Regions from separate parts of the Cricetulus griseus genome. Here region 1 is linked to region 2. The links are chromatin contacts, called in public Hi-C maps. All regions are on one chromosome and are shown on one strand. Each heading gives the region's core, a stretch centred on a gene start, on an enhancer-like site or on the middle of the called end of the contact. The rest is flanking DNA. Distances are from core to core; before and after follow the strand shown.

Region 1 (6,144 bases), core at 2,261-4,760, 260 kb after region 2:
CATTATCTTTGTTTGTTTCCCCCTAAAACGGAAGGCAAGTCCTCTACCTGTGACCAGGGGGAGAAAGGTGCCAACGGGGACGCGCTCTCCTGTCTACCTGCAGGTTCCACATGGCTTCTTTCTATTCTGGATTGAACAGCTTCCCAGGTGCATTAGAATTTGAATTTTCTTGACCTTGAACTGACACTTCCTGGTGGTGAATCAGAGTTAGGGCTGAGTTCAGCACCATCACAGAGAGAAACAGCAGCTTTGGAGCATGTGTTACCAAAGCAAATCCTGCATGCACGTGGGTAGCTGGAAGAAACTCACTTTCATAACTTTGCTTCTTCCTGGTGTGCTGTGACCTGTGACCTCTGTTTTCTAACGCTTTTGGTTCCCGGTCGGTTTTCTTTCCCCTCTTCCAGCTTTGCATGATGACAGCCTTGAACCTCCCATGGAAAGTCCCAGTGGATGTTTTGTCACAGTGGCCCTGACTGTTCTGAATCGTTTGAAGGAACACTGAAGACACTGAGTCATTTTAGCCTTAGCTGTCGAAGCATGAGGCTCCTAGGTCATCCTGCTGCATAACTGTCTTCAGGATTGGGTATTGAGAGCAGCTCAACATAAACACTTCTCAACAACACAGAATGTGTAACCACACACAGGCTCATTTGTTCATAAAGTACTTTTACAGCTTTTTAACAAGCCAGGACGAACAAAAAAGTCTTTTGTGTATGTGCATGTGTATTTGTGTGGGTGACAATGCATGTGTGGAGGTCAGAGGACAATGGTGTTGTGCACATGTGTGTGATGTACATGGGCGGAGGTCAGAGGGCAACCTCAGATGTTGGTCCTCACTCTCTAGACACTGGCTTTTGTTGGCTGCTGCACACATCAGTTTGGCTGCTTTGTGAGCTTCCAGGGATCTCCGTGCCTCTGCTTCCCATCTTGCCATAGAAGCCCCGGGATTAATGGATGTGCACTACTGCATCCAGGTTCTGGGGCTCATAGATGCCCACTAAGTGCATTCAGGTTCTGGGGATCTGAACACAGGTCTTCACACTTGTCCTACAAGTACCTTACCCAGGGGCCCATTTCTCCAGCCCCAGGATGAGTTTTCTAAAGTGAGAAACCACTCTACAAGAAGAAATGCTTACCCAGACCAGTGGCCAGCACCTGTGTATTAGAGTTGGAAAGGCATGAGAGGAGTTCGAAGCCAGCCCTGCTTGTATAGTAAGACCTCTGTCTCTGAAGCAGCAGGTTCCCTGTTGCTTCACTTGGGGACTGCAGTGTGAGCATTCTTCTTCTGCAGAAGTTGCTCGGGGTGGAGCCAATGAGTGGAGCTGCTATTCAGTTCCATCTGTGCAGATCAAGAGTCACGCTAATGTTTATTACCCCTGTGACACCCATGAATGCAGTATGGTGAGGGAAGCAGTGACTAGAGAGCTAACAGGACCCAGACCTACTGTACCATTCACTGTCGGCAGAACCACGTGAAAGTGACCAGGCTTTTGGAATCAGGATGCAAAAAGGACTTACTGTAAGGAACCCATATCAAAAGCCTTCAAAGGGTCTGACTGATAATTTTGCACTGCTTTCTGCTTTAACCTTTTCTTTCCCTATTACACTTCATTTAAAATTGAGAGCCACACTCTAGGATGTTTGCAACATGCTAAACCTTTTGCGGGGGGGGGGGGCTTGGCTTCTCTGGGCTAAAGGGTATTATAAAGATTCACTGTGCTTATGTTAAAAAAGACCCCCTGATCCTAAGGATGACAGATTCATGTGGAAAATGGCATTTGACTCTAGTAAGCTTTGCTCCTGGGTGAAAAATGGCCATTTTCAGCTGACCAATCTCAAAAGAGTGTTTTCTTAAGGAATGTTTGGCTTTAAGTCTTAAGGCAATAAAAAGACAAATTCCACTCATGTATTAGGTATCTGTTTTTGTCAAATAGGCTGCAAGAACTGACTTAGCAAAGGAGGGTGAGGGCCTCCCCCTACCCCCATCTGGACTCTGGTTTTTTGGTATGAAGGGGGCTTGGGGCCAGGGCTAGCCAGCAAGCACAAGCTCTAAACATTCCCTTATATGGACACATATGTTGTTAGTGTGAGTGCTTCCTGAAGGGCCCGTGGAGCAGGCCAGAAATCAGGCTTCCCACACCCACCACGACCCTCTGCATGGAAAGTATGAGCCCTGCTTTTCAGTCCTCATTTGAGCCTCCATTAGCAGAGAAAAGCCCACCCAGGAATGCTACATTTGTCTCTGCTGGACAGGCTTCTGGGTCGCAGAAGCTCACTGCAGTGCAAGCTAAATACATCTGCATTTAATTCTCCTCTCTGGGGTGGCTGCAGCATGGGTGCCGATTTCTTACCCTCTTCTGAATAACGACATTGATGGCCCCCACCCCCACCCTTTGGTTGTCAAGGGAATAATAGAATTATTTTCCTGGATCAGATTGGGAAATACCTGTAGCCAAGACACTGCGGCCTCTGAAATGCTAATAACACCAGCACTTTCCTTTTGACAACCTGCAGGGCGAAGTCTTCATTTGGAACCAGCTCGAGTTGACACCTGTCTAACTTCCGCTCATCTGACTCTCCAGCCCTCTAGATAATACACATTTAAGTGTGCAAATGTTTCCTTTTAAGGAAGACATAAGTGTGTAGTGCAATAAATTCACAGGACTGAGACTGTAAAGTAGGTGAAGCCCCTCTTCTCGAATTGCCATTCCCACCACACTCTTCTAAGCTTGGCTCACCAGACTTTTAAAACTAACAGAACAACCAATTTTATAGGAGGAAGGCTGGCATACAAAAATCTGGCCAAAAAAAAAAAAAATCCTTCAGGAAGTAAGCAGTGGCTATCTTAACACAGCAAGCGTGTGATTTTTGTTTGGTTTCTGCTTATCTGGGATTTCCAACAGAATTTACTCCAATTGTCCACTCAGGGAAAAGAAAGAGAAGAGGCCAGAGGTAGAAGGTCAGATGCGGGCTGGATCACTCAGCTGCAGAATGTAAAGCTGTCAGCCACCCAGCTGCTGTACCTCACAACCTTAACTAGCTCGACAGTGGGCATGTCTCTGTCCCTCAGTAGGTGGCTTCTGCACTCTGAAACACAGCTGGCTCTCAGCCCATCTCTTGTGCTAGCAACAACCCTGGCGAAATCAGCACCCTCAGAGCCATAATGTTTTATCAAAAGACACTGTTCAAAAGGTCTGATTACAGAGAGACATCGTTAACAGTTCACGAAGATGTGAGGAAATAAAAACTCTCTAACATGGCTGAGTTAGAATAAAAATTAACCAGGTTATAAAATTGTCCGGCAATGTGTAGTTTTGCCATCTGCAAAATGTGAAGTTGCCCTAGATGAGGGACTCTCATTAGGGTCGGGCACTCTCTGGAGCCATCATTTTATCTAAAGAGGATGTTACTGCCATCTAGTGGACAGAGTCCAGAAATGCTGTTCAGCATCTTATAGGGCATAGTACAGGCCTCCAACTAAGGATTATCTGGTCAGCAGGGCTGAGGCCGAGAACTGACCGGTGTCTGATTCAGTGGGTTGGAACGATGCCCTCAGCAACAGGCTGTGCTGTTGTGTCTGTTGTGACTGTGGCCCACTGCACTGCAAAGATAGATAAGCCACAGCTACAAAGGTATGTGGGGTGGCTGTCTCAGAGCCTGTGTGTGTGTGTGTGTGCTGGGGAGGGGTCTTCTGTGTTTCACACAAATGGGTGTGTGTGGGAATAACACACAACTAGCTGACGCTAAACACACACACAGTGTGAATCAGAACGTGGAAATCACCAAGGCTAGGCAATAAAAAAGAAACAGATTAGATTCAGTAGCTGTTAACAGCCTACTGGACAGGTATCAATAGATACTTGATAAACAATCAAGTTGGGTGTGGTGATGTACACCTGTGATCTCAGCACACAGGAGGCTGAGGCAGGAGGACCTCGTGCTTTGAGACCTGAGACTGTCTCAAACATCAACATAGCATTTATCCAGCACCTAGAAGGAAGACATTATTTCGATTTGGAAACAAACAGAATTGAATTTTTACCTTCTACTAAACATGGTGTGAATTCCAGATAAAAGACTCAGTGGTTTGTTTCAGCTTGAAAGGCTAAACCAACCACAACAGGGGAAACTGATGAATAGATCCACCCTCAGCAACAACTCTTCAACTAAAGCCAACTATAATGTATCTACTATGCATAGATAGATAATATGTAAAAAACACCTACAGGCCAGTGAAGAAACCCAACTAAGAAGTAAGCAGAAACTCTTAACATCACTTTATCTAAGAGGGAGTTCAACCACACACAGCAACTGATGCCCTTAGATGAACCAAAACCATAATGAGATGCTGAGACACACCTAGGATGACTGTGATCAAATTCAACTGTTTACCTAATGATAGTATGTTTATAGCAAAAGACACATTCAATATTTACCACATCTAATCCATAAGAGTAACCAAATGCCAAAGGCACCAAGGCTCACTTTGTTAGTGACAAAATACCCTATTAAGTGAAGGAAGAAAAGGTTTCTTTTGGTACAGTTTTAGGTCTCAGTTCATCGTGTGGCAAGGCAGAGAAGCCTGTGTAACAACAGCCAGAGAGCAGAGAGAACATACCTGCATTTGTGGCCTTCTTCCTTTATTCTTTTGTTTGTTTTTCAAGACTGGGTTTCTCTGTGTAACCCTGGCTGTCCTGGAACTCACTCCATAGACCAGGCCTTGAACTCAGAGATCTGCCTGCCTCTGGCTCCAGAGTGGTGGGATTAAAGGTGTGTGCTACCACCTGCTGGCCTCTTCCTTTATTCTTAAAGATTTTTTTTTTAGTATGTGAGTATTTGCCTGTGTGTGTGTGTGTGTGTGTGTGTGTGTGTGTGTGTGCGCGCGCGCGCGCGCACTCCACTTGCATGTGGTGCCTGTATACGCCAAAAGGGGGTGCTAGATACCTTGAGACTAGAGTTACAGATGGTTCATGTGGGTGATGGGAATTGAACCTGCGTCCTCTGCAAGAACAGCAAGTGTCCCTAACTCCTGAGCCATTTCTCCAACCCCATTCCCTCCCCTCTTCCCAACCCATTAGCAGCCTATGGGATTATGTCATTTACATTCAGAATAAGTCATTTCCTGCCATCTCTCTAGTCAAGTCTTTTTGGAAATGTCCTTCACAGATAGATCTTCACTCACCTGCTAGGTGCATGACACAATGAGACTGTTAAGATAAGCCATTAGCACCCAATACTCTAAAACACAATTCAATTCACAAACACAGTGAGCACCATCTAAAAGAAAAACTGCAGCACAGGCAGCAACAGATGATGGACATCAGACAGAAGGGCAAAACACAATGCACAATTCCACTTAGCTTCTAAAATAAAACTAAGCTCTGGGGCAGCCCTCAGAATCATGGCTGCTTTGAAGCTACGAGAGGAGGCATGAAGAACTGTCTACAATGGCACAGTGACTGTTCTGTTTCTAGACTTGGTGGGGGTTACAGAGGCTTGTGCTTGGTCAAGCTATTCACTTAAGATTTACACACCTGACTGCACATGTTCCTTAAAGAAAACAGACAGCCCCCCCCAAAAAAGAGAAGAGCCAGGCACATCATCTTTGTACTCCTATCACACCCCCAATGTGGAGACCCACAAGCATATAATAATGAAGAAAATGCACTTATCCTTTCAAATGTGCATTCTGTATACCTTGACATTAAAGCTGAGTTACCTCTGTCACTTCAGAAAGCCAGGTCACAGAAGAAGAGAACATACCATGCAGCCTACTTATCAGTGTAAAAGTCATGACAACTGAAAGCTGAAATCTATTAGGAGAAAGCAGAAGGTGCAGCAAAGACACACGAAAGGACTTCTTCCTCCTTGCAGCTATCCACTCCTGCTATTTTTAACTAGTCTTTAGAGATCAATGCTAACACGCCAGTATGAGTTCCAGATAGGAAATTAAGTCTAAGTGTCTCCATTGACTTCTAATCCAAGTCCCTTTCCTGAAATCTAGAGACAATGGCTGCTGATCACGCAGCCTTATGAGTTCCTATTTTATTCTTCAATGCATTATTTTGTAGGCTGTTTATTTTACATATGTAACCTCTCTGGCCATGCCTTGCCCTAAAGATGAAAAACTACTGTTTACACAGC
Region 2 (6,111 bases), core at 2,922-5,421:
TGCCTACATAGGGAACAGACAAGGAAAGGGCTAGGTATGTAAAACTTATTCCCTGGTCATTTCAGTAATGCCTTATGCAAATATGTTGACTTAGGTGTTCACTATTTCATTATTTCAATTTGTTTCCAATTTTTCTGGCAAAATTAAAAATGTGCAACTACAAGCTTTATTGTAGTCCTGTAAGACAGGCATTACAACACAAATACCACTCATGCTCTGTAAGTTCACAGAGCAGTAAGTAACTCCAGGGGAATAGCAGGGAATAATAGGTACTGTGCAGCTTATGACTTTGTGTGTGTGTTTCAAAGTAAAAAGTTAGCTGCCACCACACAGGCTTTGCATAAACAGAGTGAAAATACAAGACTGCCTTATCTTCTGATCTTAAAAAGCAAATGGGGTGGGAGAAATGGCTAAATGGATAAGAGTTCTTGCTGTGCAAGCCAGAGAACTTGAATTTGGATCCCAGCACCTGTGTAAGAAGCTGGGCATAGCTATGTGCACCTGGAACCCCAGACCTGTTGGAGACAGGAGGATCTCTGGGATGTGCTAGCTGTCAGACTTACTCCAGGAGTAAAGCAGAAAATAGTGACAGAGCAGGACATCCCACTTCTTCCTCTGGCTCTACAACACTTGTAGAGGCAAGCACACGTAAGTACATGCATGCACACATACATCCATATACAAACATACACTTATACACATGTACACACATGTGCACACAAAAAACTACAGGTAATTTCCCTGTAAAATCACCTAACTTATCAAATATTGTTAAGTATTTAGTATACGAGAGAGAGCTGGGTGTGGGAGTACACACACTATAACTCAGGCCTTTTAGAGTTGTGGCAGGATTTAAAGTCAGCCTGGGCAAGACAGCAAGACTCCTTTGAAAAGAAAAAAACTTTTTTTTTTAAATATTTGACTCCAAACAACATACCAATAAGCCAAACTTGTATCAGACCCACAGCTTTAATGTACAGATTTGGTAGTTTGACTTGAACTGTGTACACTGTGCCACTTACAGTCTGCCTGTCGCCAACTGAGGTAGTCCTTCAAGGTCTGGTTGCTAGGATACAACACAACTCTTCCATCAAATCCTGGGGGATACAGAAGAGGCTGGTCCGCAAAGTAATCCCGCCAATAAAACACATAACTGGAGGCGAACTGGGAGGCCACGAGAGTCATGAACTTACTTGCAAATGAAAGACAGGTTGGGTAGAAGAAGGGAAGAGAAAGTGTTTGATATTAATTCGACACCAAGATAGGACCTGTGGATGCAACAGAGAAATTACACAAACTGTCCAACCAGCCAGAAGACAAAATATATTCAGCTAAGAAAAACTGAAAGTTTTTGCTGTATGTTTTAAATGTAGCCTGCCTCTATCTACTTAAGTTACTTACTATCTTAGTTAGGGTTACTATTACTGCAATGAAACACTATGACCAAAAGCAATTTGGGCAGGAAAGGGTTTATTTGGCTTATACTTCCACATCACTGTTCATCATTGAAGGAAGTCAGGAGAGGAACTTACACAGAGCAGGACCCTCGAGGCAGGGACTGAAGCAAAGGCCATGAAGGAGTACTACTTACTGGCTTGCTCCCCATGGCTTGCTTAGTCTGCTTTCTTATAGAACCCAGGATGACAAGCCCAGGGATGGCACCACCTACATGATCTTGGCCCTCCCCCATCAATCACTGACTAAGAAAATGTCCTACAGGCTTGCCTACAGTTGGGTATTCTGGAGGCATTTCCTTAATTGAGGTTCCTTCTCAGATGACTTTAGCTTGGTTCAAAATGACATAAAACTATCCATCATACTCCAAATTTTCCTCCATAGGATGTAGTATAAGTTTTTGGTTTATGATTTTGTTGTTGTTTTGGCATTGTTTTCAATATTGGAAGAAAGGGAACCAATATTTTAAAAACATACCAATTCATCCTATAATTTGATTCCTCTAAGAGTTTCAATCTACTACCAAGTTAAATATCAACTTTATCTCCTTAATTAAAAATATAAATAATACTTTAATGCATGGAAGGAATGACACTGGCAATGAATCACTAATACTCTATTTTTCTACTCTGTTTACAGTCTAAACATTAAATGAAGGTCAGTCTGGAAGCTGGACTGATGGGATATAGATGGGAAAGAGTCAGATAAAGAAGGCACCTGGAAAAATAGATCAAAGTGCTCGAGGGTCCTGCTCTGTGTAAGTTCCTCTCCTGACTTCCTTCAATGATGAACAGTGATGTGGAAGTATAAGCCAAATAAACCCTTTCCTGCCCAAATTGCTTTTGGTCATAGTGTTTCATTGCAGTAATAGTAACCCTAACTAAGATAGTAAGAGTGCTCAGTCTTCAATGGAAGGAAAAAAAATCAAAGTAGGAAATGTGCATTTTGTAGATGCAACATTCGCCTGAAATCTTTAAGATCTCAGCCATTGTCAAGATAATCAGAAGAGCAGAGAACAGGAGAAAACACCCAATAGGATGCTGGTTTTAAAACTCACCTGGCTCTTCTTTTAAACCAATTGCTTTTCCGCCTGAACACAAAGCTGTACTCATCGCTCTGTCCATATGCAATGACAATGTCCTCCAGCTCCTCCATTACTGTCTGGGCACATTTGGTCATCAGCTGGAGAGCTCGACTGTCATTAGGTTTTGCAAAGCTGTGCTTCTCGGCAAACCTTCAGAGAGGAAAGAGAAGGACACAGATGGTGGAGAGTCTGTCATTACCAACAACACAGAGCAGTTAAGAAGGGACAATGCTACAAGCATGCTACTAGCTATAGCTTAACATAATTCCTTGAGAACTGCAGCACAGAGATGGAGAAATAGCTGTGTTATAAATATGAAGACCAAGTTCTATCCCTGAAACATAAAAGGGGGGAGGGCTTGGTGGCACCTGCCTGTAATCCCAATGCTGGATAGGTGGAGACAAGAGGATTCCTGGGGCTTAGATGACCACCAGGCTACAGTACTTGGTGAGTTCCAAGGAAGTTCCGTGAGAATCCCTGTCTCAAAAAAGACAAAGTGGCCAGGTGGTGGTGGTGCACATTTTCAAGCCCTGCACTCAGGAGCAAGAGGCAGGTGGATCTCTGTGAGTTCATGGGCAGCCTGGTCTACATAGTGACCAGGCTCCAAATTTACAAAGAGAAACAAAAAAAGACAAGGTGGACAGCTCTGAAGAGTGGCACTCAAAAACTGACCACACAATTGCATACATATAAGGACATATAGAAAAAAAATGCATTTTCTTTTGTGCTTTGACCAGTTGACAAAAAGAGATATAACTACTAGGCTTCAATTCACTTTCCTATTAAGTTCACCTTACTGGGTAAATAGAGAATATTATCTTATTAGTCCTGATGATAAGGAAATGAAAATGTAATTATATATGGCGCTTATTAAGTGCTCAGTACACACTATTATAGCTCTATGTACTTATACAGTTATAAAATGATAATAACTAATAATAACGTAGGCCTTTATGGAAATTAAGTTCCCATCGGTTCACATTGTCTCCCTCTTTTTTCAGCTGACTATAGTGCAGTAGGTCCGTGTAATCTGAAACCGACAATGAGAAAGGGACACACTGTCAACTCCTGCCCACCGCTCGGCTTACAGAAGCCTCTCAACAGTCCGCCCTCAAAGATACCAGAAAGGTTGCACATCTGGCTGGAGTTTAAGGAGTGGCCCGGGAAATGGCTTTCCCCCCCGACAAAGTTCATTCAAACTGGTTTCTCCTTAAGTAGCACGGACTCTTCACAGATTACACTATCCAGCTTCTTTCAAATATTTCAACCAGCTAGCAGCCCAGTCTGACTGTAGCAAGCCTTTCCGGTGACGCTCAATGCTGAGTGTTCATTGGCTGCCGCGTTACCCCAGTAACTGGGAGCCGCGCATCTCCCGGAAGTTCAGGCATCGCACGCGGTCTCCCGTCCTTCCAGCTCACCGGTGGAAATTCCGGCCGTCCAGTCTCACCACAACCCAGCAGTGCGGCAAGCAGGTATCGTCAGCCTCAAAATCCCGCACGTACTCAAACTTGCTCTTGGCCATGGTCACCCCCAACCTCAGGCACCGTCTTAAAGTAACGGAAGTAGCGGCCAAGCGACTGCGGATCTCAGCAGCGCTGAAAGGCCACATTCCTCATGGGGAAGCACTGGACGGGCCCCACCCCGGAAGTTCCTGTCGCTGTCGGAGCCGCTCTAGCTACAGTGGAGGTTTCTCTCTCGACTCTCCGTCTTCAAGTCAGCAAGTTGCCAGGACTGTGTCCTCCAGGGCTGTGTCTCTACCCCCATCCTTCAACAAATCACTCTCACGAAGCCATCAAACGCTGTTTTGTGACCAAGTTTGAAAGTGTGGTTGTGACTTCTTTTGTCTCTTTGTAGCGTTTATAAATTCCTTGCAAAGACTGAAATACACCAAATTATCACTTTATAGCTCTGTGGGTAGGGCCTTCCAGATTCTTGTTGGTAAGTTTAAACAAGGAGCATAAAATAGAAATCAGTCTGCTGTACAAATTTTGTATTTTATCCCATTGACCTTGTTTTTTTTTTTTTTCCACTTTTGAATTACTGGTTGTTCCAAAGATGTGCGATTTAAACAAAGAAAGTGCCAGTGAGACAGCTCAGTCTATAAAGGTGTGATTACTTAAGTTTAGTCCCTGGGAAGCCACATGGAGTGACCTTTCCTCAGGCTCCCCAGCAGCCAATACCAGAGGCATGTTACCCTGCCATATGCCATCAGGTGAATTTAGACTTTGTACTCATCAGTATATAGTAATTTTGTATGTGTATGAGTTTGTGTGCGTCTGTGTTTATGTGCACGTGGAGGTCAGAGGTGGACATCAAGTGTCTTCCTCAATACCTCTCCCTCTTAATTTTTGAGACTGTCCCTCACTGATTCAGCTAGACTAGGTGGCCAGCAAGTTTTATGGAGCCACCTCCCCAGTCTTGAACTCATGAATCTTAAAAATGCATTTCCCAACTTTGCCCAGTGGCATAGATGAAATGGCACCCTGTAAGCAGTAGATATCAGTTCTTGATTGCCAGCACCACTCCTCATAAATTCCTACAAGAAATGACTGCCTCCAAGTTAGTTGTGTCAAGGGAAAACACAAAGTGAGACTGGGATCCATGTTGTGCCAGAAGGGAAAGAACTGCTCAGAGTAGTAGAGGATGTGACAAAAATGAATTTATATGGGGAGTGATTCCAGCAGGCAAATTAGAGATGATTTGAACATCAGTAAGAACTATGGTAATTGATTATGATACATGGAAAAGGTGAAAGCCCACAACACCATAACAATACCTAAACAACGAAAGCTTTGTTTGACAGTGTTGGGTAATTGTTATACTAGCCACTAACTTCTTACACTGCTAATTGGTGTTTTTTTTTTTAATTTTGGTTTGGTTTTTTGTTTGTTTGGCTTGGTATTTTGAGACAGGGTTTCTCTGTCTAACAGCTCTGGCTGTCCAGGAACTGGCTTTGTAGAACAGGGTGGCCTCAAACGCACAGAGATCCTCCTGCCTCTGCTTCCTGTGCTGGAATTAAAGGTGTGTGACAAACCACTGCCCGACCTGATACTTGGTTATTAAAAGGAACAGGAATTTGCTTTGTCTCTTAATATAGATTTGTAATTCAGTACCAGTTGATGAGGGGAAGTGCTTTACACAAGAATGTTGACTAGTTTCAAACATGGAGTGGTGGACTCAGAGAATCAGGTTGCTCTATGAAATAATTCAAGCATAGATCACTAATGGATACTAACTCTGTGATTTATGTAATTTGTGAAAAAAATGCCACATCCCCCAAATCTGTTGGTATTGTCTCACAAATTGTTTGCCTAGTCCCAAAATAGAAAAACACAGTCACAAGCAAGAGCACTTGCTACCTTCAACTAGTCACCAAGGTAGTGCCATTGGTTGTGCTAAAACTACAGCCACTGGAGATCCTTGTGAAGGCAACATGATAAACACACAAGGTTGGTTAGAGTTGACTGAAGTATTAAACGAATGGGTCACAATCTTCCCCACATCTTAAAATTAGAGGATGCTCTTGAAATTGCCAAGTTCCAGGCTTCTTACAGAACATTTTCAAATATGAT

Evidence for each region. A called contact is a pair of places that touch in the nucleus more often than the background predicts.
Region 1: a Hi-C map of fibroblasts shows a contact between it and region 2, with 5 times the contacts expected there. The contact joins the enhancer-like site here to the promoter of Thg1l in region 2. A contact is called at or near these places in 5 of 8 Hi-C or Micro-C datasets (the CHK-Q cell line, the CHL-YN cell line, the CHO-K1 cell line and 1 more).

The regions. Positions count from the first base shown.
Region 1 is chr7:60,770,696-60,776,839 of CriGri-PICRH-1.0, forward strand. All of the region lies in intron 24 of Cyfip2 (cytoplasmic FMR1-interacting protein 2), which reads right to left. Among named protein-coding and RNA genes, the nearest start is that of Fndc9, 24 kb to the right of the region's middle. Within about 2 kb of position 3,511, at least 3 of the 6 cell types and tissues checked have open chromatin away from gene starts, as enhancers often do. A contact at or near this core is called in the CHO-K1 cell line and fibroblasts, where this site is marked.
Region 2 is chr7:60,505,612-60,511,722 of CriGri-PICRH-1.0, forward strand. It overlaps Thg1l (probable tRNA(His) guanylyltransferase), which reads right to left and starts at 4,172. Exons shown (of 5, transcript XM_027425277.2): 1 at 3,958-4,172; 2 at 2,513-2,689; 3 at 1,023-1,192. The coding sequence starts at 4,148.